Regions from separate parts of the Mus musculus genome. Here all the other regions are linked to region 1. Evidence: chromatin contacts called from public Hi-C and promoter capture Hi-C data. All regions are on one chromosome and are shown on one strand. The core of a region is the stretch at or near the end of the contact, and the rest is flanking DNA. Distances in the headings are between cores, read along the strand shown.

What was found. Promoter capture Hi-C pulls out the DNA fragments that hold promoters and counts their contacts. Hi-C and Micro-C count contacts between places; a contact is called where the count stands out from the background. Capture Hi-C pulls out chosen DNA fragments and counts their contacts.
Region 2: a promoter capture Hi-C map of liver shows a contact between it and region 1. The contact joins the promoter of Snx8 here to the promoter of Gna12 in region 1. A contact is called at or near these places in 1 of 484 Hi-C or Micro-C datasets (natural killer cells) and 1 of 9 other capture datasets (liver).
Region 3: a Hi-C map of cortical neurons shows a contact between it and region 1, with 2.2 times the contacts expected there. The contact joins the enhancer-like site here to the promoter of Gna12 in region 1. A contact is called at or near these places in 3 of 39 promoter capture datasets (the 3T3-L1 cell line, the C10 cell line and hippocampal neurons), 1 of 15 datasets of contacts at CTCF or cohesin (pro-B cells), 9 of 484 Hi-C or Micro-C datasets (the Ba/F3 cell line, the N1E-115 cell line, cardiomyocytes and 6 more), 1 of 115 datasets of contacts at active chromatin or transcription factors (stem cell-derived neural progenitor cells) and 3 of 9 other capture datasets (adipose tissue, liver and pancreatic islet).
Region 4: a contact with region 1 is called in a promoter capture Hi-C map of liver, with 2.2 times the contacts expected there. The contact joins the promoter of Grifin here to the promoter of Gna12 in region 1. A contact is called at or near these places in 2 of 39 promoter capture datasets (hippocampal neurons and liver) and 2 of 9 other capture datasets (liver and pancreatic islet).

What each region holds. Positions count from the first base shown.
Region 1 is chr5:140,828,320-140,833,310 of GRCm38.p6, forward strand. It overlaps Gna12 (guanine nucleotide binding protein, alpha 12), which reads right to left and starts at 2,112. Exons shown (of 4, transcript NM_010302.2): 1 at 1,675-2,112. The coding sequence starts at 1,977.
Region 2 is chr5:140,386,867-140,391,857 of GRCm38.p6, forward strand. It overlaps Snx8 (sorting nexin 8), which reads right to left and starts at 2,442. Exons shown (of 11, transcript NM_172277.3): 1 at 2,282-2,442. The coding sequence starts at 2,375.
Region 3 is chr5:140,541,397-140,546,387 of GRCm38.p6, forward strand. Gm42808 (a long non-coding RNA gene) reads right to left here. Exons shown (of 3, transcript XR_001785008.2): 2 at 4,843-4,991. Among named protein-coding and RNA genes, the nearest start is that of Gm42808, 5.8 kb to the right of the region's middle. Within about 2 kb of position 2,020, at least 36 of the 459 cell types and tissues checked have an H3K27ac peak or open chromatin away from gene starts, as enhancers often do. A contact at or near this core is called in cortical neurons, forebrain and stem cell-derived neural progenitor cells, where this site is marked.
Region 4 is chr5:140,562,316-140,567,306 of GRCm38.p6, forward strand. Grifin (galectin-related inter-fiber protein) reads right to left here and starts at 2,752. Exons shown (of 5, transcript NM_030022.1): 1 at 2,727-2,752; 2 at 2,351-2,430; 3 at 2,118-2,277; 4 at 1,226-1,392; 5 at 874-979. The coding sequence starts at 2,738. The coding sequence ends at 964. It also overlaps Gm52800.

The DNA.
Region 1 (4,991 bases), core at 862-3,361:
GAAGAAAAAGAGAGATGAGAAACTTGACGAGGAAGCTAATCTAGGTGCAGAATAGACTCTGTGTCTAGACTTTTGCTACATCTTATTCCAATGTTGAGACAGGCTCTCACATAGTCCTGGCTAGCCTCAAACCGTCCATGCAGCTAAGCCTTGAACTTAAATCCTCCTGCCTCTACCTCCACAGTGCAGGAGAATCTCAAAATGCAGGAGAATGCTACCTTGACCAGTTTATCCCACACTCAACCCAGGGCCTTATGCACATTGGAAGAGACTTACAGAGCTACAGGCCCAGTTCTCCACAACTTTCTTTTTGACCCTTCTGCAAAGACTCACTGTATTAACACTGATCCTAGACTCTGTCAACATGACTGTTTCTTTCACATATACGGCACAGAATATAAAAGGCACAAGGGACAGGACCTTGAGTTCATTACCACATGAGGATTATTGCATCTAGTTCAAACAGACAAAACAACTATGCAACAATGAAGGACACGTGGACCCTGAATGACATGAGAAGGCTTCTGGAAGGTTCTTTGTTTTTGTGTTTTGCAGTGTAGAGGTTGGACGCCTTGGGCTTGTACTTGCTAGACTGGTGCTTTCCCACTGAACCATATTCCTAGTCTAATTTTTTTTTTCCTCTTCCTTTTTTTAGTTCTATAATGGTCCTGTACATATGCTTTTAAAGCAGGTTTAGTGTCACATACCAAGATGTTTTCTAATACAACTATATATCTTGGATTAACTTGGAGACTGGGGTCGGGGTGAGGCCGGGGGTACAGGTAGGGAGGTGGTTAGGGACGAACACGATTGGCACAGAACTGACCCTTGTTTCAATGCTGGGTAGTGGGTGTCTCGAAGCTCCTTCTAACATCTCACCTAACTTGGTGTGTATGTTAAATCACCATACTAAAAGGTTTAAAGAACAAAGTATGGGTGGCACATGCCTGTAATCCTACCACTGGGGAGACGGGTCAGAAGGATAAGGAGTTTAAGGTCAGCCTTGTCTACATGGCAAGGCCAGCCTGGGCTTCATGACTCCCTATCTCAAAAATACAAACACTGGCAACTTAGTCTAGTTAGTAATGTCCTCCCTAGCACGCATGAAGTTCTGGATTCAATCCCAGCACTACACGAACAAAGTATGGTGACACAGCGCCCTCCTCCTCTGTAATTCCAGGATTTGAGAAGTTGAGGAGAGAAAGGATCAGGAGTTCAAGGTCATTCTTAGCTACAGAGTGAGTTCAAGGCCAGTCTGGGGTATATGATATAATGTGTGTGTGTGTGTGTGGTGGGGGGAATAAAATGGTCAATTCTCATTTACAAATAAAAAACGAAGGCTGATGTCCTCCAACCTACACTATAAACTTTGCATGCTGGAGGGACAGGGAGAGTTGGCGACCCTCAATCCACGTGTCCAGCCCTAACACCCTATTTGTAACCCAAGTCCCTGAGAGTGGTCCAGCTTGCATTCCCACGGTCCCCAAGCGTCCAGGGCTCTGCAAATCTATCGCGCCCCTGGGAGGTCACGGGAGTAACCCCAACTGCATTGCTTGAGGTCCCTATTGGAAGGGAGGGGCGCCGGGTGGCAGGGTCGCGGGTCCGTGGAGAACAAAGGGGGCGGGGCCCGCGCGCCACCTGGACCAGGTGTGTGTGGGCGGGGCCGCGCGTCACCTTAAGGATGTTGTCGAAGATGGTGTCGCGGAACTCCAGCAGCGCCTTCTGGTCGAACTCCCGGCCGTGGATGATGCGCATCTGCTTGAGGAAGGTGGACTTGCCGCTCTCGCCGGCGCCCAGCAGCAGGATCTTGACCAGCCGCCGCACCGCGCGCCGCTCGCGGGCCAGCAGCGCGTCGATGTCGCGGCTGCGCCGTCGGGCCTCGCGCTCCGCGTCGCGCGCCGCGCCCGCCCTGCGCTCGCGGGCTCCGGCCTCGGCCGGCAGCAAGCAGCGGCTAAGGGTCCGCACCACCCCGGACATGGCCGCCCTCAGGCCGCGGCCGCGCCCCGCTGGGGCCCGCGCGCCATGGACGCCCCTCAGCCGGCGCGGCCCTGCCGGGCCAGGCGCCGCCCCGCCCGCCGCTCCCTCAGGCTGCGTCCGCCGCCGCCGCCCCGAGGCCCTCACTCGCCGGGCCGGCTGAGGGGCGGAGGGGAAGGCGCGGAGGGCGGGGCGGCGCCGCGCAGAAACTCTTTTATTGGTTGGGAAGTCTTCTATCTTGGGCAGCGCGCTTTTTTACTGGACAAGCGTGCCTTGGAGGAGGCGGGCACTCCTGTGGTCCTTGGGGCGGAGCCGGTGCCGAAAAAGGCGGGATCTTTTCGATGAGGGAGCTTCTTATTGGACTGCTGAGCAAACTTCTTTCTTTCAGAATGAAAGGGAGGTGGGGCCATTGAGGAGGAGGAGCTGAAGCCCTTCGCAACCAATTAGAAGTGCTCTGATCGTTTGTCAGTCACAATAACTACGCTTGGGATTGGAAGTTGTGGGAAATGGGGCGAGGCCAAAAGTGCCAGGTGTACAGAGTGACTCTCTGCCTTGATTCCCAGGTTGGTCCGGCTGTGAGCCCAAGATGTGGCTGCAAAGTTGGGAAATAGCGATGAGGTCCTCCTGCTCTTAAGTTTAGGGAGAAAGCTCAGTCGTTTTCCTTCCAAAAACATTGAAGCAGGGTGGGTCATCATTTTCAAACAAAAGCTGCTTTGAGTGTTACATGGGCCCCAAATAAGGAGAAAACAAACAAACAAAATTATTGTATGGGTCTCCCTAGGCACTTTCTTAAAATATGATTAAGGGGAGATGGTTCAGTGGGAAAGAACTGTGAAAGTGTGAGGACATGAGTTCAAATTTCCAGTTGTGCCTGTAACCCCACCTCTCAAAACCCAAGATAAGACCAATTCCAGTAACTTGCTGTGCAGCTATCCTAGCCCCAATGATAAGCTTAAGGTTCAGTGAGAGAAGCTGTTTGAAACGTTACAGAGGGGAGGCAGTTGAGCGACTTCTTGGCCTTTGTATGTATGTGCACTGGCGCGCGCACACACACACACACACACACACACACTTGCACACACATGCACGAGCGCGCACACACACATCTGTGTTTGTCATAATCACTCAGGCAGTTTGATGTGGAATAGTGGTCTGAAGTGTGGTGTCTGAAGGGTGTTGGTGCTGCATGGAGAATCATTACAGAAGCAAGAGAATTGAGATGAGTTTGAAGCCAGCCAGGGCTACATAGTAACTCTCTCACCATCTTGGCTAGAGATGATGTTGCAAGAGGAGGTCAAGCTTGTGTGATATAATCCCAGTATTGAGAGAGCCCGAGACAGGAAAATATGGAATTTGAGGCCAGCCTGGACTAAAGCTTGACTCTGTCTCAAAATGTTTTTTTTCAATATGTGTACCTGTTCCATATCCCACTTTCTATTACAAACAGAAGACAACCTTTGGTGTTGGCCCTTGCCTTCCACCTTGTGTGAGGCAGGGTTTCTTATTGTTTGCCATTGCATATGCTGGGGTAGCTGGCTCAGAAACTGAAGATAGCCCATCTCTACTTCCCATCTTGCTTGGAGTACAGATGCCTGCTACTGCGTCTGGCTGTGTGTGGATTCTAGCGAATCTGAACACAGGTCCTCACTCCTTTGAAGCCAATGCTGTACCCACTAAGGGATCACCCCAGCTCACGGTTTATTGTCTTTTAAGAGAGGTCTCATTTATCTCAGGCTGGGAAAATTACAGCCAAGGATGACTTTAAACTCCTGATCTTCCCGCCTTTGCTTCCTAAATGCATGCCATGACACCTAAGAATATGTTTCTAAGACAGAAAATGGGGGAATCTGAACCCATGGACTAGAGTTCAAACCTTATTCAGTTTTAAAAACCTAAATTAATTCACAGTTTTCGGCAAATGCTCCAGACATTTACAAATAACTTTATAAATAGCTTGATGCTGGTGTTTATAGAATCATTAACTATTTTAAAGGGCCATTTAGCTTTTTTTTTTTAGTGACACATTGTGGTGTTTTATGGGAGAAATTATATACTGTTGATAGTATCTAATTTGGGACTTTGACAAGGGTTCTGGCCATATCCTTCACATTTGCTAAAAGGCTAAAGTGCTTGAAATAAACACGTGTATCCATGCACTCCATAATAGTCTCTTAATTACCCCTGGCATTTATATGGCATGCTGTAATTTCTAAAGTGCTTTACATACATTATCTGATGTCATCTGTTCTCTCCACACCGCTGGGAGAGAGGCAAGTTACAGGGTAGCTCTAATAAAACAATCGGAGGGCTGGAGAGATGGCTGGCTCAGTAAAGTGCCTGCCAGAGCAAGCGGGGACCCCTGACTTTTGATTCCCCAGAACCTATGGAAAATGCCCGGGTGCTAGTGTGTGGCTCCAATCCCTAGTGGAGGTCAGGAGAAGAGAGAGAGAGAGAGAGAGAGAGAGAGAGAGAGAGAGAGAGAATATCATTCTGGAAGCTTACTGGCCAGCCAGGCCAGCTGAATCAATGAGTTTCAGATTCTCCTGTGTCTAATTTGCTCTTCTGTACTCGTGATGACAGACCATGACCAAAAGCAACTTGGAGAGGAAGGGGGTTATTTTAGCTTACAGTTACAGTTTACCACTGGAAGCCAAGGCAGGAACTCAAGGCAAGAGGTTGAAGCAGAGACTGTGGAATACTACTGCCCACTGGCTTGTTTGCCTGGCTCCTGCTCAGCTAGCTTTCTTATAAAACCCAGGGCCACCTGTCCAGGGCTGGCACTGCCCGCAGTGGGCTGGGCCCACCTATGTTACATTGGTCTACAGAAGATGCCCACAGGCCAGTCTGATTCCTTTTCCCCCAAATCTGTCAAATGACAACTGAAGCTAACCATAACTGTATCAAAAGGAAAGAAAGGGAAATGATTGAAGAAAGATATTTAAAGTTGAGCTCAGACATCCACATATGTACATTTGCATGTGTGTGTGCGCGTACACACTACAAGTACATATTCACAC
Region 2 (4,991 bases), core at 1,192-3,691, 440 kb before region 1:
GTTGCTGGCTTAGGTAGATGCTATCTACCGTCTGAACAGGGAGGCCAGCCTGTGAATGCTCCATCACGGACTATGGAGGCTGTGACACTTTGTTTTCGGCAAGTGTAACTTGCTCTGGACCACTGACCTCTGCTCACACAAGGTGCAGCCATGTGTGATAGCATGTACCTACAATCTCAGCATCCAGAAGACAAGATACGGAGAACAGGAGGACTATGGGTTTGAGGCCAACCTGAGTTACATAGCAGACACTGTCTCAAAAATAAACAAATAAGGCTGATTGTGGTGGCACATGCCTTTAATCCCTGCAGTCAGGAGACAGAGGCTGACCTCTATGAGCTCAAGACCAGGCAGGTCAGCACACTAAGTTCAGTTCTCCTGAGGACCAATCTCCTGCAGCGTATACACGGTTCACCTTTCGAATAATGGATCTGTGTGCTGAAAACCACAATGAGCCCATTTTCCTCCCAGCAGTTCCAAACCGCTACAAACACAAACACTACTTTACGCATGACTACTACCGGCAGCTCTGAAGGGGTAGCCAAAGTGGAAATCTGCTATGTACCCATAAGTCACACTAGTTAATCCTTTGAGATGTCAAAAATCAGCCAACTGTGAAGGTGGAGGCTACTAGGCAAAAGGTGAGGAGGAAGAGGAGGAGGAGGAAGAGGAAGAGGAGGAGGAAGAGGATGAGGAAGAGGAAGAGGAAGTGAAGTGAAAATCAACCTGTGAAAGTTCGCTGCCTGAGCTCTTTACCTCTGAAAGCAAAGCCATCCTCGGGACCAGGTGAGAGGGCTCAGTGGCTACCTGCATTCACACACACAAGCCCACCCACCTCAAGCTCCATCCCTAGAACTCAAGGAACAGTGGAAGAGAGAAGTGACTCCACAAAGCTGTCCTCTGACTGCCATCCCTGTGCCATGCCACACTGTTCTCAAGAACATCACACACACAAGAATACGTTTTCCCAAGAGTGATTCCCAAAGGTGTTTTGACTCTAGTCCATCCAGCCAAAGGCTCCACCAAGACACACTCCAACTAAGTTTCTTGCAGAAGGAAGAAAATCTCCTTCGCCACATCACCAGCTTGGTGCCAAGTTTCATACATACAGAAGGAAGTGACAGGTTGAAAAACCCATTTTCCTACTTACGTGGCTACTGGGATGGCCTGTCAATCGTGAAGGACTACATGGCTGTGACTAACACACAAGTCACACCACTGCCCAAGATCTGTCAAAAATCTAGACGAAATCCTTCCTAACGTCAGCCATTAGCTGAGTTCTCTAGGAAGTAATATGGAAGATCCCAAATTTGCCAAGAGAGCTCTAACCCATCACCACTGCTACAAGCCACAAGGAATTGCTTTATGAGTCAGGCAGGGGCTCAGAGCACAGGCTCCAGAGCTCTTGCAGAGGACAGGAGTCTGGGTCCCAGCAGCTCTACTGAGTGGCTAACAGGCAGGTGAAACTTTGGCCTCTCGGGAATCTAACACATCTGTCCTCCAAGGGCGCGCGCGCACACACACACACACACACACACACACACACACACACACATACATATACACAGTTAGAAATATTTTTTTAAAAAAGCATTCTTAAAAGGCATAAGTAGCTCTGGATCAGTCTCCCTTTCTCAAGGCGCCCAGGTATAGGGACTTAAGTGGTGGCTCAAACATACAACCTCAAAAATACAATGTTTTACCCAACAAGACCCAAAGACTGTTGACCAACTCCGAGGGGAGTTTCACCTTCTCTCCATTCTTCAGAGGCGTTCATTGACATCCTCCTCCCTCCCCTGGGGTTAAAAGTACTACCCTAAACCCTTCGTCCCAAGAGAAGAACCTGTCTTTCCACCAATGCTCTAGATGGCCATACTCAGCGACACTTGGCCAGACCTGGCTGGCACACACCAGGCCCAGCTCCACCCTTGCGCCTCTGGCCACATGGATGCGTCCCCACAGTCCACAAAGCCGGGGACCCCAGGAAAAAGAGTCTGATACCAAAGACACATCCCTTTCCCTGGACATGGTCACACATGAATATAAACCACTCTCTAGACCACGTCTCCAAAGTGGGGTCAGAAAAGACCCAGGTGCAACTCCACACGGCCGCTCGCTAACGGAGGGCTGAAGAGCAGCGTCCCAGGGAGCAGCGGGAAGAGGCTGGCCCCAAGAATGTCCACCCCCCCACCCCGGCCAGGCGAGGTGTGGCACTGACAGGTGGTCCCCGAGTGTGAAGCACTTGGCTCTCCGCACAGGGCCATCGGGCCGCGTGCCCTACCTGTCGCCGGCGGATCCGCCTCCTCGTCAGCCTCCGCCTCAGCAGCTGCAGCGACTGCCGGCGAGGGCAGCGGGTCCATCGCGCGGCCAGTCATGTGAGCCCGCTCGCCCACGTGACTTCCTCCCGCGCCCGCCCGGCCAGCCCCGCCCACGCCAGCTCTTGTCCGGCGTGGCCACGCCCATGCCAACCTCGCCACGCCCCTCCGCTCACCCCAAGCAGTAAGACCACGCCCCTACCCACGAGCCACGCCCCAACCACGTGGCCGCGGCCGGGGCAGCGTTCAGCAGCTCTGGTCCAAGACTGAGTGCTAGCGCGAGTACCGCCCCAGCTGCTTAGTGCCACCTCCCTCCAGTGCGCACCCACCTCCCCGCTCTTAGCCAGCAGCTGTTACTCATCTTCTTGCCCACCCTCTGACCCACGCTGCCATTCATTTTTGCATTCGCTTGCCCACTCACACATGCTCTGTGAATTCCGGGGCAGCCCCTGTGAAAGGTGCTACGGACATTAGAACAGTGTTCTAGTACCTTCTGGGATTTGGAGCGTGAAACATGGCTAGAGAGTAGGTCTTCTGACTATAATAGGTCTCTGAAGATTACTGATGAGGAACAACATTCCATAATTGTTTGCAGATAACCAGGCCATTCTCCTTTCTGTTGGGGATTGAGCCCATAGGCTCCCACATGCTGAGCTGGCCCTCTACCACTGTGCTATGTATCACCAGCCCTTTATTATTTATTTGTATATTGTTGGAGATAGGGTCTCAATATATAACCCTGGCTGTCCTGGAACTCACTATGGCTAGCCTCAAACTCAAAGATCTGCCTGCCTCTCTCTCCTGAGTGCTGGGATTGAAGATGCACACCAGGACGTTGAGCTTTATGTATTTATTTTGACTCGGGGTCTAGTTAGCCAGGCTAGCCTTGAACTCACTCTGTAGCTAAGGCAGAACATCCTCCTGCCTCAGCCTCCCTAGGAGCTAAGTTGAACATACATACCTCCAGGCCTGGCCCTCTGACTGACAGAGGGAAGCAAGGATGTAAGAGCACACAGGAGCAGTGTCTGACCCGGGGCTGAATATGAGGACTGAGTCTAGAACTGCAGGAGGAGGAAGAGGAGGAGGAGGAGGAGGAAGAAGAAGAGGAGGAGGAAGAGAGAGAAGAAGAAGAAGAAGAAGAAGAAGAAGAAGAAGAAGAAGAAGAAGGAGGAGGAGGAGGAGGAGGAGGAGGAGGAGGAGGAGGAAGAGGAGGAGGAGGAGAACAAGAAGAAGAAGAAGAAGAAGAAGAAGAAGAAGAAGAAGAAGAAGAAGAAGAAAGGAAAAAGAAAGAAGGAGAAAAAGAAAAAAGAAAGGCAACCTAAACTGCATATAGATACATTATCTCAAGTAAAGGAAAAGCAAAAAAATATCTGGGAGAAGAAGAGGGTTATTAATAAGACTCCATCAGAACAGTTGGGTGTGGTGGCGCACACCTTTAATCCCAGCACTCGGGAGGCAGAGGCAGGTGGATTTCTGAGTTTGAGGCCAGCCTGGTCTACAAAGTGAGTTCCAGGACAGCCAGGGCTACAGAGAAACCCTGTCTCGACTCCATCAGGGAAGGCCTTTCTTATTTCACAGTAAAGACCTCGCCTCTCCAGATATTGATGTCTAATGATTTCCATGGAGTGGACTGAAGGCTCCAAGGTTGGAGCCCTAGGATGCCTCTCAGTCTCCCTGCTGGTGCCTCTAAAGTTTTTAAAGCCCTAAGCTTGGCTGTAGCTGCGTCTAGTTCCCTTTATTTTCCAGGACTACAATCTATTGTGTAGAAGTGTAACAGAGCCCCAGATCTTAGCTCCATCATGGAAGGAGTATCCAGGCTATAAAACTCAGCACAAAACACCACCTGCCAAAAATGAAGACCTGATCCATCAAAGCCCATAGTTCTGGGAAAGTGCTAAGCTTGCTTTTCAGCTTCTGTAGTTCTGCTTCTGGCTAACTGTCCTTGTTAACCGAAATATGTCAACCCAGACATATTTGGTTTTCATGCTTAAAAGCTCACCCTAAGAGAGGTTCAGTGTGACACTGGGATCCCGTCAGTGTAATCCCCAGTGGGCTAATACTTTCTATTGGCTTAAGCCTAAGCCAGAGCAGTCTTCTCTGGCAAACACCCCACAGCAAAAGTGGTTCAAAAGTTTGGGTAGAGCTGGGTGTGATGGCGAACGCCTTTAATCCCAGCACTCAGGAGGCAGAGGCAGGCGGATTTCTGAGTTTGAGACCAGCCTGGTCTACAAAGTGAGTTCCAGGACAGCCAGGTCTATACAGAGAAACCCTGTCTCGAAAAACAAAAACAAAAGAATTAAGGTTTTTGTATGTTTTGGAAAACAAGGTCTCTTATAGTCCAGGCTGATCTCAAACTCTCTATGTAATTGAGGATGACCTTAAACTCATGTGAGTGAGTGAGTGTGTGTGTGTGTGTGTGTGTGTGTGTGTAGAGTTTGGAGGACAACCCCTAAGATTTATTCCCCCTCAGGAGCCATCCATCTTGGACATGTAGGCTGTCTGGCCAGCAAGCTCCAAGGATGAGCCTGTCTTCTCTGAAACTACAACTCCCACCATACTTAGCTTTTTCCTGCAGGATTGATATCTTCATGCCTGCATAGCAAACAGTTTCCTGGCTGAGCTTTCTGCCCAGCTCCTTGAATAGTTCTGTTCCTCCTGTCTCCAACTGCTTTGTGC
Region 3 (4,991 bases), core at 770-3,269, 290 kb before region 1:
TTTCAGAGAGAGAGGCTATGGACTGCCCAAGGTTTCATAGAAGCCACGGCTAAATGCCTGCTTCAGGGAAAGAGCCCTTAGATTTTAACGTTGAAGGAAAGAATGATTTCCTGAAAGTTATCCTCTGACCTCCACACATACAGTGGTAGACAGGTGTACCTACACACACTCACACATGCACACACACACACAAAACATACTGATGAAAGTTTAAAGAGTAAAATATACACAACGTTGTACTGTAGAGATGGCTCAGCAGTTAAGAGTACTATCTGCTCTTCCAGAGGTCCTGAGTTCAATCCCCAGCAACCACATGATAGTTCACAACCATCTGTAATAGGATCTGATGCCTTTTTGTGGCATGCAGTTGTACATGCAGGAAGGGCACTCATACATGAAATAAATAAATAAATCATATACATATATACATATACACATACATATGTATGTATCACACAAATCATATAACTGTCCTGCTGGAAAGGGTAGGGACAGACTTGAAGAGAGTTATCCATCTGTCACCTCTTCCCGGACTCCTCCACTTCACCCTGCTTGGCCAGGATGCTCTGTGGAACAGTCTCCACCTGCCTGGTCTTGATGCTGGTGTGAGTCAGCAGAGAGAGCCATGGACTGCCCTGGCATCCTTGATCTGAGACCCAGGTCCCAGCCAATGCAGCCAAGCTACCTGGTTGAGATTCAACCAGTGAAGAGACAGAGGGCCTGGAAGATTCCTCAGGGACCATTCAGTCTGAGCCACACAGGGCCAGACCCCATAGCGTTCTATGCATAAGACCACATGGCCCATGGAGGCCTCCCAAGAGAAACCTGGGTGGGTTAGGAGGAAGACAAGAGCAAGAGGATCAGTGGCCTGTCTGGATGGATGGGGAGGGACTGGGAAGAGTGTCAATCAAGTAACGAGGACAAGCAGAAGCCACAGGTGGGCTTTCACGTAGGGCAGCCTCTGTCCAGTTCCTGCTGGCACTGAGGGCGAACACCTTTCTTCCCCAGGCCTCAGTTTCCTCATTGTACTGGCTGGTTTGTGTGTCACCTTGACACAAGCTGGAGTTATCACAGAGAAAGGAGCCTCCCTTGAGGAAATGCCTCCATGAGATCCAGCTGTAAGGCATTTTCTCAATTAGTGATCAAGGAGGAAAGGCCCATTATGGGTGGGGCCATCCCTGGACTGGTGGTCTTGGGTTCTATAAGAGAGCAAGCTGAGCAAGCCAGGGGAAGCAAGCCAGTAAGAAACATCCCTCCATGGCCTCTGCATCAGCTCCTGCTTCCTGACCTACCTGAGTTCCAGTCCTGACTTCCTTTGGTGATGAACAGCAGTGTGGAAGTGTAAGCCAAATAAACCCTTTCCTCCCCAACTTGCATCTTGGTCATGATGTTTTGTGCAGGGATACAGACCCTAAATAAGACATCCATCTACCAGGTCACTGTTCCAGGACCACTGGATCCTAGTGCGTGGGAAAATACTCCCTTCCATCCCGTGGCCTGAGACACCACTGTGGCAATGCCAGCCTGGGCTCTTGGGTGCTTGCCACACACTGGCAGGGAGACAATGGCCACCTCTGAGCTGAATGTGGGTGGTAGTATCCATGGTGAGGGGCTGCCCAAGCAGCAGTGCCAACTACCCATCCAGGGTCAGCCAGGCTGTGGCCCTGGGGACAGCTTTGTCTCCTAAGCTGGACCTGAGCCCATGACAGGCTCTGAATGGCTGGCTGTCAGCATGGCAGAGTTCACAGAGAAGGAAGGGGCTCTTGGCTGCAGAGATGCTGGCCGGAGGGAGAAGAATTGAACAGCTTTGCGGGGTCTTCAAGGCACAAACACAGACAGGGGCATCCAGCCTGGGTCACTGACTGTCAGTGTACCCTCCACCTCCTGACACATCATGGTTCTGCCTGCCGATTCCCCACCCCCACCCCTGATTCTGCCCCTCTGTAAAGACGAAGCCTAGTGTGCTCTCAGGAGGACGTGGCCCCCATTTCCAAGTTCCGGGATGTTCTAGGCAGTTGGCCAGAGCACAATGGGTCCCTCTGGCCTCCCCTGAACTGTCAAGGTCTGGATTCTGCTCCATCCGGCCACTGGCTGTGCCCACTTCCCACTCCCTACCTCTCCCCAAGACTGGCAGGAACTCAGCTAGAGCACAGAGTGGCAACCCATCCCCAGTGGAGGGTCTCAGTGTCCTCCCCAAAATATTTGCAAAACCTCTTCATAACTCATTTATAAGAGGACAGGTTAAGAGGAAGCTGTAGAGGGGCTCAGTAGTTAAGAAAACTGGCTGCTGTTGCAGAGACTGAGGTTTAGCTCCCAGAATCCACCTGGTGGCTCACAGCCATTTCTAACTCCAGTTTCAGGGGATCTGACACTGGTCTCTGGTCTCTTTGGGCACTAGGCACACAAGGAATGCACAGACTTAGGTGTAAACAAAGCGCTCATACACATAAAATAACAATGAATAAATCTTTTTTAATTAGGGGCTTAGGATGGGACTCAGTTGGTAGAGGACCACATAAACCAGGAGCGGTGGCAGAGACAGAAAGTTTAGAAATACAAGGCCATTCCATGCTACCTATGACTGTTGATGTCAGCAAAGGCTGCTGATGTCAGCAAAGGTCCTGTCTCTGAAATGAAAGAAAAGTGGGCCAAGGAGATGGCTCAGTGAGAAACTGCTGGCTGCACAAACTTGAGGAACTGAGTTCAAATCCCCAGCAGCCACCCACAGAAAACTGGCTGTGATTCCATGCATAATCCAGCACACCCGGTGGAGGGGGGTGAAGGGACAAGAGAGACAGAGACAGGCGAATCCTTAGAAGTTTACAAGCCACCTATTCTGCTGTGTGTGCAGCAGAAAATCTGAGACCCTGTCACAAGCAAGGTGAAGGGCAAGTTCAGATACCCGAGGCTGCCCTCTGACCGTCACATGGGCCAGGATATTTATGCCCCCGTGCTCATACACAAAATTGCTCTCTCTCTCTCTCTCTCTCTCTCTCTCTCTCTCTCTCTCTCTCTCTCTCTCTCACACACACACACACACATACACACACACAAATAAAAAAAAACTCTTTCTCTAAAGTATGTATTTTTCCAATTAAAGTCACTGAAATCGTCACTGAAATATCTGAGAACGTACAGGAAACAGGCTGCCGTGATTCTGACAAAACAGACCCTGCCAGGGCTGCAGTGCGAGCCTTCCTATCTGAGGAGGTCCACACATGCATGGAGCTTGTTATGGGTTGAATTGAAAATGATATCTTTTAGGAGCCAGGGAGTCCTTCCACTACATGGGTCCCAGGGATTGAACTCAGATATTCAGGACTGGTGGCAAGCTCCTTTTCCTACTGAGCCATCTCGCTGGCCCCTACTACTACTCTTTCTCTTCCTCCCCCTCTCTTCCACTTGCCCCTCTCCACCATGTCCGTCCACCATGATGCTCTGCCCCACCACGACCCAGACACACAGAAGCAGCTTCACATGGCCTGGAAGTTTGGAAACCATAAACCAAAACACATTCTTTTTCCAGTAAGCTGAAAAATAGTTCTTGGGTCTTTTCTGGAGATGAGAGTCTAAGGAACACGGGGCCGAAACACAGAAGGAGGAGTCCCGCCCCCGTTACCTGCAAACACAACCCTTTCCCACAGTGATTCAGAGAGGCCACATGGATGCCATCTCTCTAAAGGAGCATCCTTGCATGGACCAGCCATAACTGCAGGAACATGTCACTGAGCAGAAGTGGGTGGTTGGATGGGTGTGAGGTTTGTAGGCACATTCCTTCCTGTCCCATTTGCTGAGGGCCAGCCAGTGGTACCCTGGGCTTCTGTGAGCAGTAGTGTCTTAGTTAGGGTTTTACTGCTGTGAACAGACACCTTGATCAAGGCTGGCTTACAGGTCCAGAGGTTCAGTCCATTATCATCGAGGCAGGGACATGGCAGCATCCAGGCAGGCATGGTGCAGGAGGAACTGACAATTCTACATCTTCATCTGAAGGCTGCTAGCAGAATACTGGCTTTCATGCAGGTAGGATGAGGGTCTTAAAGCTCACACCCACAGTGACACACCTACTCCAACAGGGCCACACTTCCAAATAGTGCCTCTCCCTGGGCCGAGCATATACAAACCATCACTAGTAGCTGTAGTGTTCTACGGCTTCCGGTGGAGATCTGGGGTGCTGGTTGGGACTTTCTGCCCCCCATCCCTTATCTCTATCAATCATGGAGCTAAGGGAGAAGAGGGAAGGCTTAGAATGTCACAAGCAGGGTAATACCGAAGGAGAGGGTCCTGAGAAGACTTCCAGTATCCTCTGAATACAACCAACACAAGAACAGTCCCCCTAGGGGCTATGACTCACCCCCCCTCCCCGGCTCCAATTCCTGTTGTTCTTGCCCCTGCTGCAGCCTCTCTCTGTTCCAGGCATGCACATGGAAGCCTCAGCCACACCCAGGCTCCTAATTCCAGCAGATCCCGCCTGCCTGTGAGCACTCGTGGTCCCCCAGCATCCTGGCTCCTGTCCATTGGGGTCCTGGGGAACCTCTATGGATAGCCAAATGGGCCAGGTTGATCTCAGGTCCTGTCGTGCCTTGGATACCCAGGTAAAATGGAGGCCACTTTGGTGCTGAAAAAACAGCTCCGGCCAGCAGGTGTCTGCCACTGCAGGTGATCAGTCTGATCAGATGGACAAAGGACAGAGGGGCCCAGCAGAAGAGGGATCTGGTCTCAGCATCCAGATGCACAGGGGACAACCACATCTGGCTCTGCTACAGTATGCCCCACAGGGAGTGTCCTCTCTTACACAGCCCCGCGTCTCACCACAAACTCCAGCCTTATAGAGATGCTTCTCACCCCACTTCCCGGAAGGAACAGACTCCAGGCGTGATTAATCTCTCTCTCCTGTGTAGGGATGCTTGCTTCTTGGCTTCTGGACACCCATCTGGACCACCGCAAGCAAGAAGATGCTTACTCTGCCAACGCTGCCTCTCAATTGCCGAGCT
Region 4 (4,991 bases), core at 1,502-4,001, 270 kb before region 1:
CTTCCAGTTCAGTGAGAAATCCTTTCTTAGAGCAGTAAGTCAGAGAGAGTTTGAGGAAGTCCTAGGTCCTGTCCTGGTACATGCACCTGCACTCATAAGGAAACTATCCGTGAGCCTCTGTGGCTGCCTGGCCTGACCCAGGGAGCACCTGGGCGGTGGTTGGAAGGCTTGGCTCTTCCAGGGCAGGAGAGCTTTTCTCCCTGGTCACCTGGGGGGAGGATTTGTGGAAGTAGAGCTGGGAAGCTGAAGGCTGAGCCCAGTTCCTGTCAGTGGTCCTCAGGGTCCTCCCTCCCTTTCTCCCACTGCCCTGTGCCTGTCTGTACACACACACACACACACACACACACACACACACACACACACACACACACACGCACGCACGCACGCACGCACACATAGAAGACTACAGGGACAGGAGCACGTCTCCCATCCAGGTGGGACCAGAGGAAACAGGAAGGACTCCAATGGGAAGCAGGGGGAGGAGGAAGCTTCCAGGAAGCGCTCGGTGCTTCTGAAATGATGTCTTAGACAGGACCAGACTGAACCCTGTGCCAAAAGGGACTGAAAGCCCCACCACAGTCTCCTGTCCACCGTGTTTCACCCCATGATAGGGTCATGTGAGTGTCAGAGAGTGAGTGAGTACCCTTTGAAATAGAGCCTCAGACTCCAGCCAGGGTCTTGGGGACAAGGGGAGGGACTGCCCAGCGCCTGGGGCATTGGTCTCAGGAAGCCCCTTTTCCTGGCAGGCACATCTGTGGCTGTCACAGCCCCACAGAACAGCCCCACCTCCACAGCAGCCAAGACTGTAACCTGCTCATATTTTATTGAAGGTAAAGCTCGGGGTTCACACAGAGCCTCAGCTTCCCAGCATCTATAACGTGTGTAGTGTGTGTCCCGTGGCTCCAGGTAGAAGGGGATGCAGGATGGTCAAGGCTGGCTCTTGTAGGCTGTGGTCCAGTCTGCTCAGTAGCCCCCATCGCTGCAAGAATCCAAGGTTCTGGTTTTAGCTCTGCTTGCTCTAACCAGATGTGGACAACTGGGGGGTGAGGGAGGGAAACAGCTGTGCAAGGCCAGAAGAAGGTGACATACGTTAGCCAACCAGGGACCAGGCAGATAGGAATCCCGAATGGTGTGTGAGGACATGGCGGGCACCTTACCCTCAGCTCAGGCTCCACTTGGCCAATTCCACCTGGGTTAGTGTGTGAGGACATGGCGGGCACCTTACCCCCAGCTCAGGCTCCGCTTGGCCAGCTCCACCTGGGCCAGCCGATGCTCACTGAGCACTCGCACTCTGGTGATGGTGGCCAGCGGTCGGTGCCGATGTGGGAACTGGAGCACCTTTTGTTCCTGGGCATAAATGTGGAAGTGTTCTGCGTCTGCACTCACCTCCATCTGAGGGGAAGGGAAAGTGTGTGTGTGTGGGGGGTGTCTCTGGGCCCCAACCACAGAAGCCTTCTTGGCTGTCAGCAATCTCTCCAGGCTCCACCCAACAGCAGCCAAGTGTGAGCCAGGACTATTCATTCAGCTTGGCTCCTCTTTGTCTCTCTGTCTCTGTCTCTCCCTCTCTCCCTCTCTTCTCTCTCTTCTCCACGTGTTCTCAGCCAGCCTCTACCTTTCTTCCTCTTTCTGTCTTCTCTCCTCTGTCTTTCTGTCCTTCTCTGCCCCCTTTTCTCTGCCACTATCCCCTTTCCACGTTGCCTTCCTTTCCCTCCAATAAACTTCATTTTGTACTAGGCCTGTTGCACGGTGCTGATTCCTCGGGGGGGGGGGGGGGGACGGGGACGACGACACATTGGCCTGGCCCACCAAGGTGCTCATTGGCCTGGCCCACCAAGGTGCTCCCTCCTGCCGCATTTTATAAAACACAACCCTGGCTACTTGGCAAAGCATGGTGTGGACCACCTGGTCCTGAGTTCCTAGCTGGGGATCCCTCTTTTCACCAAGAGAAGGTGGTTAGTAGCCAGAGAGAGAGAGACACCCTGTGAACAAACTCCGTGAAAGGAGGCCACTCGGCCCAGCAGGGTGCACCAGCCCATGCATTTATCCTCCGCAGTCCCTGTCTTCACGGGTCCTAGGTGTCCCACCCCACCTCTCCTTCCTCCCACAGACCCCATCACCTCAAAGGGCTCTCCCAGAGTCAGTGGGAATATGCTGGACACCTCCTCCTGCCCCCACCGTCCTCCCTGGAAAGCATTGCCCACCACCGTGGCGCTGGAGAATCGAGGTTTGACGTGGAAGGCGATGTCTCCGGCGTCTGTTAAGAAGTTGATCTCGAACCTATGGGTGGAGAGTGTGATTAGGGTCAGGAGTGTGGCTGGAGGGTCCCGACCCCAGCGAGGGAGGCTCTTACTTCTCTTCTCCAGCATCTGCATGTCCCTGGACAGTCAGGCTCCAGCCAGGGGCCAGACCCCCTGCACAGAAGGCTTCGAACTGAAGGCAAAACACAGGGGACAGAGCCCCAGAGGGCTGCAACCTCCTTCCTCCCCATCAAGTGTGCTGTTTATTCAGGGACACCGGCTCCCACCAAGCCCAAGCCTCTACTTCCATGTTGCTCTGGGTGTGGTGGTCCAACCTTACCCCCACAGCCTCTCTGCTTGGGGGCTGAGGAGAAGCTATAAACATTCCCAGCTCTATAGTGGAGTAGGTGGCCCCACCAGGCGCCCACCCCCCCACTCCACTTCCTTCTCCAGCATTTGCAACCTCCCTGGGCTGTGGATCTTACCCACCTGCAGTGTCATTGCCCTCAGCCACTGGGTGTGGGGATGAGGCAGCTGGAGATATAGCAGAGCCCGCTGGGGCGGGGCATGGGGGCCCCACCTCTAGGGGCCTTGTCTGGGTCACATGGACCTCTGTGCCCCATTTTTCCTCCCCCCTCAGGCTAACCCTGCTGGAGAGGGGGCTGGGTACATGGCTTAGTGGCAGCGCTCTTGCCCTGGGTTCATCAGTGAATACACTGGTCCTTTCAACATACTTCCCCAGGTCTACCTAGCTCTGCCACCAGCACTATTCAGGGTCTTGTGCACATCTGGGGATACATCACCCATCTTTGTAGGGAGGGTGTAACCAGGGCCCCCCCCAACTCCCATACTCCAGAGCCTCACACTGACCCCATCGGTCTCAAAGAGTGAAGAAAGTGTGTCCTCCTATAGAACCCTGGCTGACCTTATGACCTCAGTCTGACCATCCATCAACTGTCTACCATACTGGGAATGTGTCCCTGATCCAGTCCCCTTCCATCCCAGGGCTGCCCCGCTGCAGTGGCTCAGTGGCCTCAAGGGGATGAATGGGGATTAGGCCTGGCTCTGCTCAGCACATTCCAGTGTCCAGTCTACAGATGGGGAGGGCCTTTCCCACACCCCCACGCCTCTCCTGGCCGGCTGCCTCTTGGGCTGAGCCAATGAGAAGGATCCACTGGGGCCCTCGAGGCCACCTCAAGGATGGAGGAGAGAAGCCCAAGTCTGTGGGGGCGGTTATGGGGGCCTCTGGGACTCTCTGAAGGGGGAAGTTGGGTCACAGTGTAGCTGTGGTGGGGGCCCAGAGCCTTGGGGGTAAAGCCTGCAGATGAGTGTGTAACAAGCACGTGTCTCCTTTTCTCCTGTCCCCGTGGGTCCCCTCTGCCACCGTTCTTCTCTCCAGGCCCTGGCAGGGCTGAGCCTCTGGCCTGCTTTGCCTCTTCCCAGATACCGCTGCACGGATGGACACAGTCTGGCAGGGAGCTATGGGTACCAAGGTCAAGCAGGACACAGAGATGGCTCACTAGCATGGCAGGGTTGGCTGAGCCTGCAGGGGGCAGCCCAGAGCAACAGAGATTCCCTGGGGTGAGCCTGCTGGACCTGCCTGGCTGGGTGCAGAGTCTGCAGACCCCACATGCTCACCTTCCTGGAGGGCCATGGGGAAGAAGTACCATCAGTAAGTGCTTGCTGCGCAAGTAGGGGGATCTGAGTTTGATGCCCAGCACTTGTGCAAGGCACAGAACACAGTGGTCTGTGCTGGGGTCTCCAGCCAGCCAGTCAGGAGACCCTGGCAAGTCCCAGGTCCCTGTGACAGTCTCTCAAAACCACACACACTAAAGCCCTGGGCCGCAGGGCCCACTAGGAGACTGCAGGCCGGCTTCATGGCTTTCCCCTTCTCCTTTCCCCTATGTAGGGATGCTGCTGGGACGAGATGTCCATCTTCAAATTCTCTGGATGTGCAATACAGTGCTGGTTGGTACCAGAACTCAGGGCTGGGGTCAAAGCCCACAAGTCAGGAGTGTGGACAGGTTCTAACCCCCTGGCTACCTTGAGCCAGTGGCCTTCTGTGCTTCACAGCCACGTGCTGGAGTTGCTAATGCTGACCTCTGTCACCTCCTCCCCTTAGTGCTCCCCCCCCCCCACACACACACACCCAGTGCCTGTCTCCTTGATGAAGGAAGGTAAACAAGACAGATGTGGCTGAGCAGGGGAACTGGGTCAGCCCACTCCACCTCCATCTTTCCTAGGATGAGAGGAACATCGACGTGGGCACCTTGTTCTCCGGCTCTTGCAGCCTGGAGGCCATAGCTTGGAATTGGGAGCCTGGGGATGGGGGCGGGGGAGCCCCATACCTGTTGAGACATGAGGCCCAGATTTTGCTGCCAGGGACAGAGAGGTCAAAGATGCCTGCTTCCAACGGTCTCCATCCCCTGTGAGCCTCAACCTCCCCCTTCCGGCTTATGAGGTCTGTGTGGTAGGAAAGCTGGCGGCTGCCCACCACCCAGCTCAGTCTCTACAGCTGGGAAGTGTTGGAACCCCAGGCCATTCTGATGGAGGCTGGACGTGCTCCCACAACTGGACTCTGCCCCATGGTGTCACACAGACCTGTGCTTGCATCCCTCTGAGTGGCTGGGACTTGTGTCTGGTAGGGTTGGAGCAGGAGGCTGTGACAACTCCCAATGACCCAGGCAGCTACAGCCCCGGGGACAGAATGGGCCAAGGAGAGACCCGAGATGCACTTTGCCCCCACACCAATGT